Linked DNA regions of Zea mays: region 1 is linked to region 2. A link is a contact called in public Hi-C data. All regions are on one chromosome and are shown on one strand. Each heading gives the region's core, a stretch centred on a gene start, on an enhancer-like site or on the middle of the called end of the contact. The rest is flanking DNA. Distances are from core to core; before and after follow the strand shown.

Region 1 (2,700 bases), core at 28-2,527, 600 kb before region 2:
TTTTAGCAAATTAGCTAAGCATGATTTTTAGTCGACTATCTATTAGCTAGTGCGTTCAAACACCCCTTACTCCAGCATTATTGAGATTTCTCCGGTTCTTTGTTAAAAAAATCATGCCGAGCCTATTTAAACCTGATGTTGGCGTGACGTCAGTTTTCTTTCTGACAGATGACGTTAGCAACTTTTGCCCTTGGAAAGTCGTTGGACTTTTCGTTTGTCCTGTTCTACTATACCAGATAATGAATAATGATGGTCTAATCACAATGCGGTCACGGATCGGATCGTGCAGCAAGCCCGAATTATCAGCACGTGCACGCTTCACGGACAAGCCAGCAACTGAGACGCAGGAAAAAAAAACCACTTGAAACCACAAAGGCTCCGCAAAAAAAAAAAGTAAACTTTATTTGCACAAATCGTTCATAGCTCCCTCAATTAACCTCAAGTCGCTGAAAAGAACTGTACCTACATGACGAAAAAAAATCGACCTCAGCTATTCATGTCAGCCGTTCTAATTACATGATGTGGCAGCCGCTGGGCTCGTCACAGACGACCACCGGCGGCGGCGGCGGGTGGTGGTGGTGGTGGTGGTGGTGGTGGTAGCCTCCGGGGTAGCAGTGCGGCCAGTGCGGCGGCGGCGGGTGCACGACCACGGGCTGCGGCGCCGGCGGCGCCGGCGGCGGCTTGGGGTCCTCGGACGGCTTCTTGTCCTTGACTTCCTCCACTTGCAGGATGTCGGCGTGGCCGACCTTCCTGCGCAGGCAGCTGGCCAGCCTGACCGGGTCGACGTCGTCGCCGACCACCTCCAGCTTCTCCCCGGCGATCGCCACCGATATCACCCCTGCACACACACGCGGGGCGACATTAGCGGCCGGAGCACCGATGGATGACCACCTTTTTTTTTTGTGTGTGTGGGTGGGTACTGGTCGAAGTCGAACGAGTAGACGACGATCGACGACGTACATACCATTTGCTCCGGCGGCCAGCGTCATGGCTTTGGTCCGGCTCCTCTCGCACGGCATGCTCACCTTGATCACGATCTTTTGCTGCGCGCGGCGGCCACGACAGGACGCAGAAGCAAGAGAGAGAGAGAGAGAGAGAGAGAGAGAGAGAGAAACCGCATGCAGATCAGTTTCAGAGCTCTGAAGACGAAGCTGAAGCAGAGGTTTTTGCGAGGAGCTGTCGTCGGCTTACCTTCATTGCTTCCCGCGCGGTGATGGCTTGCTCTGTGAATTGGACGGCTTGCTCTATTGCTAACTGAGCACTCCGTGATGTGAGGGTACGGGTACGGCTAGCTTGGGCCGCCGCGCTGTGATTATATATAGAGTGCGGGAGGGAGGGAGACGGGGGAGCGAGCGAACGCTGCTGGTGTCTAGTGGTGTCAGTGATTGTTTTAACGGGGAGTTAAATCATCGTCAACTGTGATCGCGACGCGTTCTTGGCGAGGGTTAGCGTGTGAGATGAGATCCGAGGCAGCCAAGTGGTTACCGTCCCATGATCCCATCGGCCTCTGGCGCGTGTGCGCTTCTCCGAAGGCGCGCGCGCTGGTGGTGGTGGTTTGTCCGTCCGTTTACTAGGCTGCAAGTTGCTGGTGGACCTGAGCCACACCACCAGCGCACACAGCGAAACATACAATGCGTGTTTCCGAACTGAAAGAGAACACGTCCGTCAGTACCAGTTCGAGTGGTACGGTACGGTACGGTTCCATGGATGGAGATCCAAAAATTGACACTTGGGAGCTAGCTAGCAAGCAGCAACAGCAGTAACCATCTACAGGATGGAGCGCTGGGCATCATGCTGGTTCGGTTCTTCTTGTCGCCTACTGTCTCATCACCCTTGTTTGTTTGTAGCACCTTTAATGAAAACTTGGTGATGGCGGCCTGCGATACTGACTGGCCCTGGCCCCTGAGAGAGCAGCACTGACCAAGGAAAACTAGACAACAACTTCTATTGGCGAAAACCGCCACAATACTATGACAAATTCTTTATTCAATATTCATGGCCGAAGAGAATTGAACACTATAATATCCGACGTATAGAATGTGATTACGTCTGAAGCCGGACTGTTTATCATCAGATTGTTTATATATGCAGCCCAATAAGAAGGCCATGTACAATGCAAAAAATAAAAAAAAAAGATAGATAGACTAGCACCTCAGTCTGTGCTTCAGCATGTCCTAGCTAATAGAAGCTTCTCATATCTCCAATATTTAAAAGTTTCATGAATAAATTTAGCAATTGTACAACTAATCAAAATCGACCATCTTTATTCGATCTCTCTTCCTTCCTTCCATGAAATGCCTATTTGTATACTCGATCTATAATCTGTATTTAACTGTGATCAATTTACCAATTACTCTATATATATGTGTTTTCATCGTTTGCATTGTACCTCGGCGGATTTCCAATATGTACCTTGTTGAAACCTTAAGTTATATCATCTCTTGTTGCATCTTTTATAGTTTATGACACCACGAAACTATATTTTGGTTGCTAACCATAAACTGCATCAAATATAAGCTTATATATATTGGTAAAGCTATAACCATAAACTAAAAAAAGTTTTAAATTACCAAAACATCATAATACTAGAAGCGGGTAACTTTTTTTTTAGAAAATTGTTTAGATCCAATGGCTATTATTTATTCTCCATAATGATTGGAGTCAACTAGATTGATGGGCCATGCAATGTCCCTAACTATC
Region 2 (2,700 bases), core at 185-2,684:
GAAGTGGCCAAGTGGGCATAGCTGCAGGATGAAAATGTCAAAAACAAAAGAAGCAGTCATAAGTTCTGTTCTAGAATGAAGTGGGTATACAGCTGCAAGATAATGTCAAAAAAAAGGGAAAACGACCAAAAACATGGAAGTTATGTTGTAGAGTGAAGTGTTATACAGCTGCAAGATGAAAAAAGTAAAAAATAAATTCTGTTCCAGAGTGAAGTTGAAAAATGTAAAAAAAATGTTCTCAGGTCAAGTTGAAAATTGTCAAAAAAAAAACGAGAAACAACCAAAAACATGGAAGGTACTCCCTCCGTTTCTTTTTATTTGTCGCTGGATAGTGTAAAATTGCACTATCCAGCGACAAATAAAAAGAAACGGAGGGAGTATGTCGTAGAGTGAAGTACTGAAGTGGTATGCAGCTGCAAGATGGAAAAGTAAAAAAGAAATAAGTTTTGTTCCATAGTGAAGTTGAAAAATGCCAAAAAAAGGTCAAGTTGAAAATTGTCAAAAAAAAAAGGAAAACAACAAAAATATGGCCCATGCAGGTCTCGAACCTGCGACCTTCGCGTTATTAGCACGACGCTCTAACCAACTGAGCTAATAGGCCAATTTGTTCAATATGAACTTGAACAGTTATTTACATTAATCAGCCACTGGACTTTATGCTTGGGATTTCAAGAAATCTTGCTGATTCGTAACAGATCTAACCCATGCCCGTTTGTTATCATTCACATCCAGCGACATCTTCTAGTGGTCCTGCAGCAACCACGATGTCAGCATGCCCCTTCTTATACAGAAACTCAAACAGGCCACCCTTACCTTCCAGGTGGATATGGCCTGTACTCCATCCCATTAGTTTGACAAGGCCTACATCACTAACAGCCTCCACATGAGCAGCGTCAATTGCCTGCTGAGCAATCTCCACCGCAGTTTGGAAACCAAACGAACTGTCTATGATGCCAATGTCATTGTCCACAGTTTTTGGATTAGCAGTAATAGATGTGTTCAAACCGCGGCGTTCAAACTCGATCTTCAAAGGTTGCCACATCTCCTCACAATTTTATTTATGAAATATAAACTATGTTATTTTTATTTTTTTTAGGAACTATATAAATTTAATTTGCTCAGTTATTATATACTTAGATAAATTTTTATTTCGATAAAACGTCTGTTGATTAGCCTACTGTAAAATCTATTATTGAGAGTAGCTAAATCATTAACTTTAACTAGTTTTTTTAGCTAATCTTTGTTCTCAAGACAATTTTTCAAAAGAAAAAAAAAGAAACGGGCAAGCCGCAACGTGAATCCAAGCAGTCCGCGCGTCACCCCGCCGCCGAAGGAACAAGAACAAACCGCCCCCAAATTAGCTGTCAACCCGTCGCTTCCTTCACGTAATCACGTCTCCTCCGCCGCCCTTGCTAAGCAAACGCAACCTGCAACTGCAAACCCCTCCTCCGATTCCTCCCCCGCACGCGGAAGCCCCCCGCAGCTCTTCGTCCCCGGAGGACCAAGACCACCACCGGAGATGTCGTACGCCTACCTCTTCAAGTACATCATCATCGGCGACACAGGTCCGTCTCGTCCCGTCAGCCCTTTTCCTTCCTCCGTTCTCCGATTGGATCCACGCGCCTCCCAACCTGCTGCCGCCGCCGCGGCGAGATGGAGATCCATTCTAATCCGCTTGCCCGCTCGCGATGACGCTGACGGCCTTCCTCTGCTTGCCTTTGCTTTGCTGCAGGCGTCGGTAAGTCGTGCCTGCTGCTGCAGTTCACCGACAAGCGCTTCCAGCCCGTCCACGACCTCACCATCGGCGTCGAGTTCGGGGCCCGGATGATCAACATCGACAACAAGCCCATCAAGCTCCAGATTTGGGATACGGTCGGTGACCTGTTTGTCCGCTATACTTTCCTTCGTTCTTACCGCTATACTTTCCTTCGTTCTTACGTATCCCTTAGATACTTGCACTTGCTTCAGGTCGATCTACCGCTACCAATTAAGGCAACATAATAGCTTCCTCAGTTGCTTATGGCCTTATGGGAACTCAATTCTGGTTGCCAACTGGAATTTAGGATGTCCAGTTAGTGTGGCATAAAGTTATTTTTGGGTCTGTAGTTCGAGATGAAAAAACACTTCCGCAGTCAGTTGGCCCAGTTCCAGCAGCTGCTGCTTCTGCTTCTGTGGCCGTCTGCCTCCTCACATGTCACTGTAGCGTCGAACTAGCAGCGGCTGATACAAGCAGCCAGTATCTCTTTGAGCTCCGAAACTACAACATTTTGGATATCTCTTTTTTTTATCAGTGTGCCCACCCCACTGGAGTTATCTGACTATTAGCGCACTGAACCATATGACCGTTTGTTGATTTAAGTTATCCTTGCTGCCACGCCACGATGTTAATGATGTGGAATACCCATGTGGCCGGCCACATGCATCATTTATCTGTCTTGATTGTGTTGTCTCTTAACATTATGCAGGCTGGTCAAGAGTCATTCAGATCCATAACTAGATCATACTACAGAGGAGCTGCTGGTGCTCTTTTGGTCTATGATATCACTAGGTGATTACCCCCACATAAGTTCTAAGCTGCTTGGGCGGTATTCTTTATGCACGCGGTTTCCTGAATAGTGTTGATACTGGCATCCAAATCCATGTTGGACTAATTTCAGGAGGGAGACTTTCAATCACCTTGCAAGCTGGCTGGAGGATGCA

What was found. A called contact is a pair of places that touch in the nucleus more often than the background predicts.
Region 1: a Hi-C map of leaf shows a contact between it and region 2, with 8 times the contacts expected there. The contact joins the promoter of LOC100285093 here to the promoter of RAB2A in region 2. A contact is called at or near these places in 5 of 25 Hi-C or Micro-C datasets (bundle sheath, ear, endosperm and 2 more).

The regions. Positions count from the first base shown.
Region 1 is chr2:41,639,573-41,642,272 of Zm-B73-REFERENCE-NAM-5.0, reverse strand. It overlaps LOC100285093, which reads right to left and starts at 1,277. Exons shown (of 3, transcript NM_001397502.1): 1 at 1,192-1,277; 2 at 965-1,043; 3 at 379-838. The coding sequence starts at 1,197. The coding sequence ends at 513.
Region 2 is chr2:41,035,558-41,038,257 of Zm-B73-REFERENCE-NAM-5.0, reverse strand. RAB2A (Ras-related protein Rab-2-A) reads left to right here and starts at 1,434. Exons shown (of 6, transcript NM_001112608.1): 1 at 1,434-1,565; 2 at 1,733-1,872; 3 at 2,466-2,548; 4 at 2,658-2,700. The coding sequence starts at 1,520. It overlaps TRNAI-AAU (transfer RNA isoleucine (anticodon AAU)), which reads right to left and starts at 601; the gene lies at 528-601.